Regions from separate parts of the Sus scrofa genome. Here all the other regions are linked to region 2. A link is a contact called in public Hi-C and promoter capture Hi-C data. All regions are on one chromosome and are shown on one strand. The core of a region is the stretch at or near the end of the contact, and the rest is flanking DNA. Distances in the headings are between cores, read along the strand shown.

What was found. Promoter capture Hi-C pulls out the DNA fragments that hold promoters and counts their contacts. A called contact is a pair of places that touch in the nucleus more often than the background predicts.
Region 1: a Hi-C map of liver shows a contact between it and region 2, with 5 times the contacts expected there. The contact joins the promoter of TXN2 here to the promoter of NCF4 in region 2. A contact is called at or near these places in 1 of 5 promoter capture datasets (fetal liver) and 1 of 47 Hi-C or Micro-C datasets (liver).
Region 3: a promoter capture Hi-C map of liver shows a contact between it and region 2, with 2.8 times the contacts expected there. The contact joins the promoter of C1QTNF6 here to the promoter of NCF4 in region 2. A contact is called at or near these places in 1 of 5 promoter capture datasets (liver) and 1 of 47 Hi-C or Micro-C datasets (embryonic fibroblasts).

The regions. Positions count from the first base shown.
Region 1 is chr5:11,262,811-11,266,825 of Sscrofa11.1, forward strand. TXN2 (thioredoxin 2) reads left to right here and starts at 1,660. Exons shown (of 4, transcript NM_001243705.1): 1 at 1,660-1,848; 2 at 2,633-2,895. The coding sequence starts at 2,633.
Region 2 is chr5:10,992,472-10,996,423 of Sscrofa11.1, forward strand. It overlaps NCF4 (neutrophil cytosol factor 4), which reads right to left and starts at 1,531. Exons shown (of 12, transcript XM_021091535.1): 1 at 277-1,531. It overlaps IFT27 (intraflagellar transport protein 27 homolog), which reads left to right and starts at 1,711. Exons shown (of 7, transcript XM_021091536.1): 1 at 1,711-2,156. The coding sequence starts at 2,123.
Region 3 is chr5:10,599,846-10,603,942 of Sscrofa11.1, forward strand. It overlaps C1QTNF6 (C1q and TNF related 6), which reads left to right and starts at 2,024. Exons shown (of 3, transcript NM_001142830.1): 1 at 2,024-2,095.

The DNA of each region.
Region 1 (4,015 bases), core at 410-2,909, 270 kb after region 2:
GGACTCCGGGACTCCACCCCCACTCAAGGAGGATCGGGTAAGTGCCTCCAGAGATGATGCCTAGTCTGGTAGGTGTTTAGCATTTTCTCAGCTGGACAGTAGAGAGAAAAGCCTTCCAGGCATGGGAAGTAGCAACTACAAAGTGCAGGGATGGGAGAGACATTTAAGCAAACTATGGAACTGTGATTCCCACTAGCTGGAGTGTAGATTGAAGTGAAAGTGTGAGATGGGGCTCTGCCAATTTACCTGCTTCCTGACCTTGGCCTGGGAACTTCTGCATGCTGCAGGTGTGGCCAAAAAAAAAAAAAAAAAAAGAAGAGGAAAAATACACTCAGCTTAATAAGCATCTATGGAACATCCTTGGTGAGCCAGGTTGTATCAGGTTGGTGCTGGGTGTATGGACATGTGTAAAAGCTGGAGATCCCTATGCTCAGGGAGCATATGGTCTCACGGGAGAGACAGACACTGTGCAGTGTGTTATGGACAAAGCACCAGAGAGAAAAAGGCAATTAATGCTGCTCAAGAAGTATGAGTAGGTGTTCTACCGAGTGGACATAGAAAAAAGGCTTTCAAGTTAAGCAAAGGCAGGGAGGAGGGAGAAGCATTGATTTATTCATAGAACCATAAGAAGTTATGAGTGGTTGTAAGGTCTTAGAGCCAGATTTAATCCCTCAAACTGCCGACTCCCTTATCTTGTTCAACCAAGAGCAGCCTGTTCTGGAATGATGACTGCCCTAACTGCATTTTGTCTTTGCTAATCTTCAGTTCCCACCATATCATGGAACATTGTTACAACCCCTCACCTCTCCTCCTACCCCTCCCATGTAGCCTGATGCCAGCCCTGACACTGGTTACTTTAGCCACAAGCCTCTATAAAACCTATTCCCCCGCTAATACCAGGGAGCCTGTGCTTTCTCTCAGTGCTTCTGGCCATCTTCTGTTCAGTAAACCTACTTGAAGCCTCAACGCTCTGGACTCTCTGCCTCTATTTCTGCTCTGAAACCCCACAGCCCTTTCCTGCTCTAACATAGGTAAAGGGTGCAAGGGAGACAAGGGGTGGCTGTGAGACCAGCCTGAGACACACAAATGCCTAGACTCCTGTTGTCCATGACAGCGACAATGGGTGAGAAAGGAAGGCCCAGGCCCAGGTAGATTCAGGGATCATCACACTTTGCCTGGGGCCTCAGAGGCAGGCCCTCCAAGTATCACTACCAGTTGGCATCTTGTCTGGGCCCAGTTTCTCAGCAATCCCAAAGAGACAAGGGTGGAAGACAAGCTGAGCTTTTCATGTCACATTTTGGGAAACTGAAGTCCCCAAGGGCAGGAAGACTTGCTCGAAACCACGAAGTTATACAGTCACATATGACAAATACGAGTCAGCGTTCTCTGGACTCCCAACTGAAGTCTTTTGCTTCGAAGCGACATTAGGACAATGAGACAAAAGGGTGGACATGCTGGTCAGCAAGTGTTTGCAAACTCGAGGACCACGCCTCCCCACCGCCCTTCTCTCCGCCCCCCCCCCTCCCTGGCACTCCCGCCTCCTTCCCCTCCTCTTCCGGACCCTCCTCCGGAGCCCTCCGGCCTCTTCCTGTCCCTCCCCAATGATCCGCCCCTCTTCCGGTTCCTCCCCTAAGAGCCCGCCCATCTTCCGGTGTCTCTTTTCAAGAACGCTTCTCTTCCGGTCCCTAACGGAGGCTCCGCCCGTGCCTGCCCTCTAGTTGAGGACTTGCTCAGGTTGCCTTTCCCGGAAGTGACGCTAAGGCCCGCCCCTCAGGAAGTGACGACAGAAGTGCCCTTGACCGGTGGGGCGGGCCGTGCTGTGCGTCGCTTCGCTCTCGTTGCTGGGAGGTAGGGGCCCTGTGGGGATGGTTCGAAGTGGTATCGCGGCTGAGGCGCCTCTGCAGGCGCGTTCCCATGCAGGCCGATGGCCGAGCGGGCAGAAACCCTGGGTGGGAGGAACTTGCCATTCGGGGAGCCGGGGTTCCCAGTTCCTTCCACACACACGTCCCTTCTTTATTAATTCCCCCCCCACCTGCTCCCGTGTCACTTCGTTCCTATTTGAATTGTTGCTTGTCTTCTTTCCTGAACCTTTGACAACTCTCCTTTGTCTTTAATTTCCCATTAAAACTCCTTTTAAAAGAGTAATCGATAGAGTAAGGACTTTTCAGACTGTCGTGGGCTCTAGTGTCGACTCTCCTTTAATAATTGGGTTGCTTTGGATATGTCACAATTTGCTTGAGCTTCTAAGTCCTTATCTATAATATGAGCAGTAGTACAGTAGAAACTTCTTCATCGTTGATCTGGGAGGACTCTAATGCCTGTAAGATACCTATCTCTTAGCAGGTGCTCCATAAATATTGATTCCTTCCCCCCTTCCGTCTGTTGTAATTTCACCAATATCCTGCTTTTTGGGTTGTCGACCTAGTTTTCCCATCCTGGTTTTCGATTCCTTTTTCCCCTTGATTCTCATTCTTTACTCACTTTTCCTCCAGAAGTCTTATGTATTATTTCCCAACATTTTGTTTCTGGCCCTGCATCTTGAGCCCCCTGGTACTCCCACATACCTTTCTGATTTCTGGTGTGTTGACTTCCTGTTCTTTGCCCCTACTCTTCCTACCTCTTCCCTTCACAGATGGCTCAGCGTCTTCTCCTGAGGAGGTTCCTGGCCTCTGTAGTCTCCAGGAAGCCCTCTCATAGTCGGTGGGCACCCCTCGCTTCCAGAGCCCTGCAGACCCCACAGCTCAGCCTTAGTAACCTGACAGGAACACCCAGCCAAGCCCGGTCATTATACACTACCCAGGTCTGTACAACAACCTTTAACATCCAGGATGGACCTGACTTTCAAGACCGAGTTGTCAACAGTGAGACGCCAGTGGTTGTGGATTTCCATGCACAGTGAGTCCTGGGGGGGTCAGTAGAAGACTGGGTGTCACTTGTTCTGGTATTTATTGAGCACCTGCTATGTCTCAGTACTATGTTTGATGCTTCTCACATAGAGATCGGTGAGACCGAATCCCTTATCTCAAAGATTAGTGTAGTTTGGTAGGAAACCGACTAGTAGGAGTTCCCGTTGTGGCTCAGCAGGCTGAGAACCCAACTAGTATTCGTGAGGATGTGGGTTCGATCCCTGGCCTCGCTCAATGGGTTAATGGTCTGGTGTTGATGTGGCTGTGGTGTAGGCCGGCAGCTGTAGCTCCTATTTGACCCCTAGCCTGGGAACGTCCATATGCTGCAGGTGAGGCCCAAAAGAGAAAGGAAGAGGCAGACTAGTAAACAATCTTCAGTCTTCAGAACACTCCGTGGGTATTCCCATGGTGGTACAACGGCATTGGCAGCAGTTGTCTCTGCAGCTCCAGGCCACAGATTTGATCCCTAGCCCAGCGCATTGGGTTCAAGGATCCATCGTTGCCACAGTTGCGATGTAGGTCCCAATTGCAGCTCAGATCTGGATCTGATCCCTCCTGGGAACTCCATATGCCTTGGGGTGGCTGTAAAAGAAAAAAGAAAAAAAAGGAAGAAAAAAAAAGAAAGAAAAACTCCAAATAGTGCTGTGAAACAGTTATGTTCTGTATCTCACTGCCCAAGTGGCTCAGGTCATCTTTAGCTTGGACCAAAGCAGGAAAAATAAGGCTGTAGTATCATCTGGCTTTTGGTATATTACCAGTTCCTGACTCTGCAGATAATTGTGTTTAACATCTTGCCACCCAAGCGGAGAAGGGCTAGCAAAAAGTTGTCAGTTCCACTGATAAAAGTTAACAGTTGGGTGCCCAAGCGTGCACTGGATGGACAGGAGTTTCTTTCTGGTGCCCTGTGAGTTTGTTTAAAGGATATTTAAATGCCTATGGCATTCTGGTTGTCGGTCTGGCCTTTTTTTTTTTTTTTTCGGTTGTTATTGTTGTTGTTGGCCTTCTTCCTTTCCAGACCTTTGGAGCCTGGCTGGATGCCTGGTTCTAAAACTACTGGACAAACCTTTCAGAATAGGGCATCCTTGGATTTCCCGTGTGGCTTACGACAG
Region 2 (3,952 bases), core at 281-2,780:
AAGGAAAGGGATGTGGGCTCTGCAGATGTGGACTCCGCAGATGTGGGCAGAGGAAGACAGCCCTATGAGGGAGGGGCTGTTAGTCCCTCCTGCCCCTCACAGATGGGGAAACTGAGGCTCCCAGATATATCTCCCCCAAATGTGTTTCAGCATCTCAGCTCCATGGAGCTGCCTCAAAGAGTGACTTACTCAAGAGGGCCTCTGAGGGATTAATTAGCAGGGCAGCCTGGAAGCGGGGCGGGGGCAGAAAGACCAGGCAGAGGCTTTCTGACTCACCGAGGCCTGGGGTGTCTGAGACAGACTTGCATGATGTTTCCAAAGAAGACAAGTAGGTGAGGGGAAGGCAGGAGACACATCTTAATCACAATACCAGGAATGAGTCCCAAGGAAAGAAACTTCCAGGCAGCTTGCTCTGTTTCACTCCCAATTCAAGGCTGAAGCATCCACAGAAATGTGTGGAGTGTATGTGTGTTCATGGCCCAGCGCAAGGCTGGTAGCCACAGGGAGACACTGAGCAGGTGAGGCAAGTTCCAGGTAACTGAAAGGCCTGTGATGACAAACCCCCGGGGGCAGGCACCTTCACTGAGGGCATCTTCCTGCTCAGCACCAGCCATCCCAGGGGGCCCCAGCAGAGGCAGAACAGGGGTGCCTGCACCTGGCATACGGCAGTGATGATCAATGAAATTTGTCCAGATGAATCTCTTCTCATTCATCCATTCCTCACTGTTGAGCCCCTACTATGTTCCAGGCACTTACAGACCTTCTTTTGAGCGTCAGGACAACCCCAGGAGGTGGGTTCCACTAGCCCATTTTTAACGAGGAAACAGGCTCAGGGGCGAGGCGATGTGCCACGATGGTCACCAGGTCAGGAAGACGGCGGCGGCAGTGATTTCAGTCTGAGGTTCCTCTTTCAGCAAGAGGAGCCTCCCCCAGAAAGTCAACAGACATCCTCGGAGCCTCCCTGTGGGATGGGGAGTGTCCTGGGGCTGGCTTTCATTCGATGATGTGCGGTATGTGATATATTCTCCATTTTACAAGAGGGGCTGGACTCAGGAAAGTAGGGCTTCAAGTGTCTGAGTCCCGCTGCTCCCCCACATTAAACTCACTTGTTCTCTCTTTGTCCACAGACATCACTTTCAACACTTTCCTATTTTACATTTTAAAGCATGACATTCTCGGGCTTTAAAAATCAGATTTCCCTGTGAGATGCGAGCCAAGGACTAGATTTCTTGATGCAGCTTACGTCGCTCTCCCCGGAATCTGGGACTTGAGGGGGCGACAAGAACCTCGGCCCAACAGAGCGGGTTCAAAGTTCCGCTTGGGCAACTGCACCTTGTCCACTGCGCAGGCGCCGCTCCAGTCTCCCGCGCTCCCAACTGGCCCCCTCCGTGGGCGAACCCACTTCCAGAAGGGGAGGAGGGTACGCGTTCCTCCCGAGATGGTCCAAGCCAGCCTCTGGCCAATCAGAAAGCTGCTTTTATCACCGCTTCTGGATATAAGTTGTTGGAGCTGTTTTTCCCTGAACTTTCCAGAGGTGAGGGGGCGGGAGGTGGAGATGATTGACATGCTCTACAACTATTAGCCAAGCGAGAAAAGTTTGAAGAGCAGATACTGCTACGAATTACCTGGCGAGAAAGGGCTGTTATCCCCGCCCCTCCTTCCCACTGGTCTTCGGGAGCTTTCGGGTGTGGGAGCTTTTGGTGGCAGCCAATCCACAACCAGCAAGGAGGAGGAGGAGGAAATAGAGAAGGCGGGGCAGGCGGGGCATGGTTGCCCGAGAAGCCCATCTGTTGCGGTTCTGGGGGCGGGAAGGTTGCTGGATCACTATTCCTGCTTCCCACTAACTGGAGCTGTGCCTGGGACGGGATCCGAATCGCCTCGCTGGCATCTTCCAGGTTACTCTCTGAGACCTTGAACTTGGCCCCATCTGGCGATCCTCCGCGCCCTGCCGCGACCCTAGTGCCCGAGAACTGCCCGCGGGCTGCCCAGAGGGTCGTTGTCCCCACCGCCGCCACAGGACCCTTCAGCGCCAGCCTTCCCCACTCCCCTTCCCAGGCAGGGCCCCCCAACGCCTCCAGCAGCCTCTCTTCCGCTGTCTGGTCCGCGGAGGTGATTGGTTACCATGGTGAAGCTGGCAGCGAAATGCATCCTGGCAGGTGAGTCTGAAAACTTGCGGATGAATACAGTCGACGGAGGCCAGAGAGTTATCAAGAGTTTTTGTTCATGTAAATTGGCTACTCTCTTTCCCTTTCTCTCTTCCAAAGGCGAGTTAATGCAATTACTGATAGAGTAAATTCCATTAGGCGTAGACGAATTATCTTCCACAGCACATTTGTAGCTCCAGTTGCTTTTCCGCACTCCCTGTCATACTCTGAGACCACTGTCACTAATTTGAGCTGTGCTCAGAAGGAGTAGACTCGCTAAAAAAAATAAGGCTAAGCTCACCCCAAGTGCTTCAACTAAACCATGTCCTGTACCCCGAAGTTAGGCATCAGTGACGTGATGGTCTTATGAGATTTTTTTTTTCCTGAACCCATTCCTCTCAAAACGGGGATAGGAGGTAGTCATGTACAGTTGAGCAGAGTCTGCAAAAGTTATGTGTGTTGTCTTTAAGACCCAGAGTTACTGTGCTGCCCCACAAGCAGGAGGACATAAAGGACTCTCCCAAACGTCAGAATCTCTGTTTTCCTGACTGATACATCCCAAGCACACAGAACAATATCTGGAACATAGTAGGTACTCACTAAATATTGGTAGAATGAATGAAAATGTGACATGCGCATTTGTAGTATTTCTGCTCATTTCGAAAACATTTGCCATGATTATGGACCTGCGACCAAGGAGCATGTATGTACTTTCCTGAGTCCTTACTGCATGTCAGGCAGGTGTATTTCATTTCATCCTCTCCCAGGAGGCAGCACACTGGGTTAAGTGCTGTGCTCGTCTGACCTTACTGTGGCCCAAGGTCACCCCTAGCAAAGGAAGGTCATAGGTGGGATGTCAACCCCCAGATTTGCCAACCTTCAAAATCCTTCACTTGTGTGACTTTGGAAACCTGTGACCTTTCCAGCTTTTCCTGACCAGCTCAGGAATGAAGCAGTAAGAACGTATATCGAAGAAAAAGATTCCTTTTTCAGTCTTTATTCCAGACTGAAAGGGATGATATTTTTTTAAGTGACTTTTCCAATTTGGAAATAAAAGGGTCACACCGGAGGATAACTGACAACAATCACTCAGATCATTCTGGAGCAAATGAAAATGAATGGTTCTCAAAAGCAGTCTCTAGTTGCCAAAGCGCCAGGAGGGGCAGTATTGTGTAATAGGAATAATTCTGCTGTTCCTCTGATTGGCTGTGTCCTCTTGAACAAAAGTACTTCTCTGAGCCTCAGTTTCCTCATTGATAAGGTGCGAATGTTTTTTCTGAAGTTAGATTTTTTTTTTTTTAAATGGGCTTCTCTGAGATCCCATTGTGGCTCAGCAGAAGCGGACCCGACTAGTATCCATGAGGCTGTGGGTTTGATTCCTGGCCTTGCTCAGTGGGTTAAGGATCTGGCATTGTGGCTGTGACATAGGCCAGCAGCTACAGCTCTGATTCGACCCTGCCCTGGGAACTTCCATATGCCGAGGGTGCGGCCCTAAAAAGAACAAAAAATGAGCTTCTCTTAATTTTTTTTTTTTTTTTGATCTTTTTAGGGTCACACTGTGGCATATGGAGGTTCCCAGGCTAGGGGTCAAATCGGAGTTATAGCCACTGGCCTATGCCACAGCCACAGCAGCACCAGATCCGAGCTGTGTCTCCAACCTACACAGTAGCTCATGGCAATGCCGGATCCTTAGTGAGGCTGCGCGAGGCTGGAGTTGGAACTTGTGTCCTCATGGATGCTAGTAGTCAGATTCACTTCCGCTGAGCCACAACGGGAACATATGTTATTTTATGTTTATTATAGTGGAT
Region 3 (4,097 bases), core at 774-3,273, 390 kb before region 2:
CTAGGGGCTGAATCAGAGCTACAGCTGCCGGCTGATGCCACAGCCACAATGCGGGATCTGAGACATATCTGCAACCCACACCACAGCTCACAGCAATACTGGATCCTTAACCCTCTCAGCGAGGCCAGGGATCGAACCCGCAACCTCATGGTTCCTAGTCAGATTCGTTTCCGCTGCCCCACGGTGGGAACTCCTAAGCTGTTCCATTTTAAGGTATTTATTTCTAGAGAGTTCCCATCGTGGCTCAGTGGTAACGAACCCAACTAGTATCGCAGGTTCAATCCCTGGCTTCGCTCAGTGGGTTAAGGATCCAGCATTGCTGTGGCTGTGGTGTAGCACAGCAGCTGCATCTCCAATTCAACCCCTAGCCTGGGAACTTCCATATGCTGTGGGTGTGGCCCTAAAAAGACCAAAAATGAATAAATGAATAAATAAAGAATAAAGTATTCATTTTTAAAAGAAGCATAAGGAAGATAACTTTTAGGTGTATGCGATGCCTACATCATTATGTGCAGCCCTTGAGAGGGACCCAGGACCCTCCCCTGTCTCTGCACCCCTTCCTTCCCTGCTCAGCAGCTGTCTGAACCTGCCCCTTGGCCCTCAGGGAAGGTCACAGAGGCTGAAGGAGGCCCATTTCCTAAAAACAAAAAATGGGGGACCCAGAAAGGCTGTTGTATCCAGGAGCCCCACAGGGCCCTGCTCAGTTAGCTGTACTCCTGTGGCCCCCAAAGGTGAGAATGTCACCACTTCCCTCTGCCCAGGGGACAGACCCCCAACTGTAACCTTTGCCCACAGCTGTGCCCAGCTGTGCCATCATGGGAACTCCAGTGGGACAGAGAACATGGAACAGGATTGTGGTGCCTCTTCCCTAACTGTGTGACCCTGGGCAGGTCACATCAGCTCCCGCCACTAGCTCCCTTACCCCCGAGGCTGGGGTTAGAAGAGTAGAAATGCTGGATATCAGTACCCTCGGGGGTCCCGAAAGCCCCTGCAAAGATGAAGGCTGGCCCGGGCAGGGAGCTCAGCAAATATAGAATGAGAGGGGGCTGGAGGGTGAGGGGCGTTTGGGACAGTCTTTGCACAGGGGTCTCTGACCCCAGGGAACCAGGGCTGCAGCCTTTGCTAAATTACCTGCAGCCTAAAGAAGCTGAGGCAGGACCTCTCCTGGGGCCCAGGGGCTTTCTGTACAGGCTGCCCTCCTGTGAACTTCTCAGGGTGGCATTTCCAAGGGAGATTGGCTCTGGAAAACCAGGAAGATGGACAATCACGGCAACATTCCAGGCAGAGGAGGAGGACATTTGTGTCCATAGGGGGTAGGGGGATTGACCTGGCTGCCACCCTCCCCAGATACCCGAGGAGGTGATACCCACACTCAGTGAACATGTATTCAGCAAACCCTCCCTGGAGACTGGTGTGGATGGGGCTGGGAGTGGAGTTTTACAGACGCCTAGGGGCTGCGGGCAGGGGAGGGACTGGCCCGTGGGGCCAGTGCCAGGATTCCAAGCTGAGGCCACTGGGTTGGTGCCCGTGCCCTCTCCGCGGGGCCTCCTGCCTCGGTGACTCAGAACTGATGAGCTCTTCAGCTAAGGCCGGAGCCCCGCAGCATCCAGCATTGGGTTTCCAGCACTGCTCCTCCTTCCTGAGCAACTTTTGGGGCTCCTGCTCTTCCCCTACCCCGGTCTCAATTTCCTCAGATTTCCCAGCTCTGCACAGCGGGGGGGGGCCTTACACCCCTTCCTGCTGGGACCTCACTGGGTCTCTGAATTCAACAAGAACCTCTTGGACTGCCGCAGGGTTAAGCAAAGGAAATCCAGGGCTCCCTTTATCTCTGCAGAACCCAGAGGCTGGAGGGGAGGGAGCAGGGAGGAGGGAGGTGGGAAAAGCCAGCTCAGCCCGCTCCCTCCGCCCGCCCGCCCACCCGCCCTGCCTCCCTCCGCTCTGCCTCCCTCCCTCCTCGGCCAGCCAGCCAGCCAGCCGGCCGGCCCTGGGGGTCTGCGCCAGCAACAAGTTATTATCGCAGACATGGACCAAGGAACCAGAGGCCGCCCAGAAGCCCGCGGTCCATGAGCTGCAGTTCAAGGCTGCAGGACACTGGGTGAGTGATGGGAGGGCCTGCGCTTCCTCCAGCAGGGCCGAGGGGTTTGGGGTCAGAGCCTGGAATTCCTCTCTTTTCTCCTCTCTTCCTGGACACACATCCTTAGCGGCACTGCTTTCTCTCTCTGACCCCTGCCAGCCCCTGCTAGGCTCTCCCCACCCCATTCCCTCCTGTGACCGGAGACAGGGCTGCCCTCTGCGGTACCCGGCTTGTGCCCACCGCAGCCTGGACATGCACCCACTCAGCTCAGCAAGACTGCAAAGAGGGAGACCCCCAAATCCTCCCCCCCGGCCCCCGCCACCTTGGCATGGTCCCATCACACTTGATCCCAGCCTGCCAGCATCCCGGGACCCGGACTGGAGGACTGGACCGGAGCCAATCAATGACTGATTGTGGTTATTGCTACTTTTGTTAAAGGCTACTTTGCTTCCTGCTTCCTGCCTCTCCCCCTTCCCCCACCCCAGGTCACAGTTCTGTGTCACAGATCTTTTGAGTCCCCAGCTGGCTGGGCCAACAAAAATGTCCCCAAACCATGCCAGTCCTGTGGGAGAAATTCCCCTCTTCCTGTCCCATGTCCCTGGGAAGAGGTCATGGTGGGCAGTGGAGAAAGGAACTGACTTTTTACTAAGATTCTTTTACAAGCCAGGCACTTTCCCCGCAGTTAAATCCTCCCAAACAACCTGGTTGGGAGAGAAAGTTGTTTCCTCCTTGTAAATGTCATGGAGCAGGAAGCTCAGAGAGGTTAAGCCACTAGCCCTAGGTCACACAGCTTGTAAACTCTTCTGGGGATCTCAGATCTGACTCTCAAGGCTTACCTTTTCCTATGAGTTCATGTCTATGGCCAGAAAAAAAAAAAAAAAAAAAAGAGGGGATTTTGCGCTTCTCAAAACCGTTTGGGGACTTCCCATCATGGCTCAGCGGAAATGAATCTGACACGTATCCTTGAGGACCCAGGTTCGATCCCTGGTCTTGCTCCGCGGGTTAAGGATCTGGCATGGCCGTGAGCTGGGGTGTAGGTCACAGATGAGTCTCGGATCTGGCGTTCCTGTGGCTGTGGTATAGGCTAGTGGCTACAGCTCTGATTCGACCCCTGGTCTGGGAAGCTCCACGTGCTCGGCCATGGGTGCTAAAACAAACAAACAAACAAAGCATCACACAAACCATTGGGATGTGTAATTTACAAATAAAAGATAAGGGCGATCATCTCCAGCAGGATTGGACCTGGCTTGTGGAGCAGAATCAGAAAGCCAGATGGGGGTGGGGTAGCAGAGGCAGGGGCAGAGGGGAGCTTGGGAAGTGTCACCTCCAGGAGAGGGGTGGTGGCTCCGGAGACTCCCTACCCACCCACCCCTCCCCATCTTGCCACTTCCCAGCCCCAGGGAGGGGGGAGGGGGGTGTTGAGGGGAGGGCTCCTGCCCCTTTAAAACCCAGCTCTTACTACAGTGCTCAGGTTAGGATAGAATGGTATTTAAAAAAAAAAAAATCTTCATTTTACCTTCTCTACACATATTAACCACAAAAAAATATTTTTGAATTGTACTAAATGTTAAAGGAGAACAGAAAGGAAATAAACAAAGAAAAATGCCAGAAGTGTAAAAACCAGTCTGGTTTCAAAAGCTGAGTTTCTGATCCTGCGATAACTAGGTGCCAGCCCTCAAAGACTGCCACCACCTCAAAGGCTCTCTGCCCCGCTTCCTGCCCACCCAGCCCTGGCCTGCCTCCAGTTGCTGCTGTCCAGGCTACTTCCTGTCCCCCTCCTGGAACTCTGAATCCCTTCTTTGCCAGGGCCAAAGACGGATCCTCACAAACTCTTGGACTTTCCCATACCTTTTGGATTTTCCAGACCTCCTGGGTCCTGCCCCTTAGTTTCAATTGACCACCTTGGCAGCTGATTGGCAGGTCTATGATGATTGACACAAGCATCTTCCAATGAATTCTCTCCTGCCCCTTCCCTGCCGGGCATCTTGGGTGAGGTTGAGTTGTTCAGGTTGTTGACTGTGCA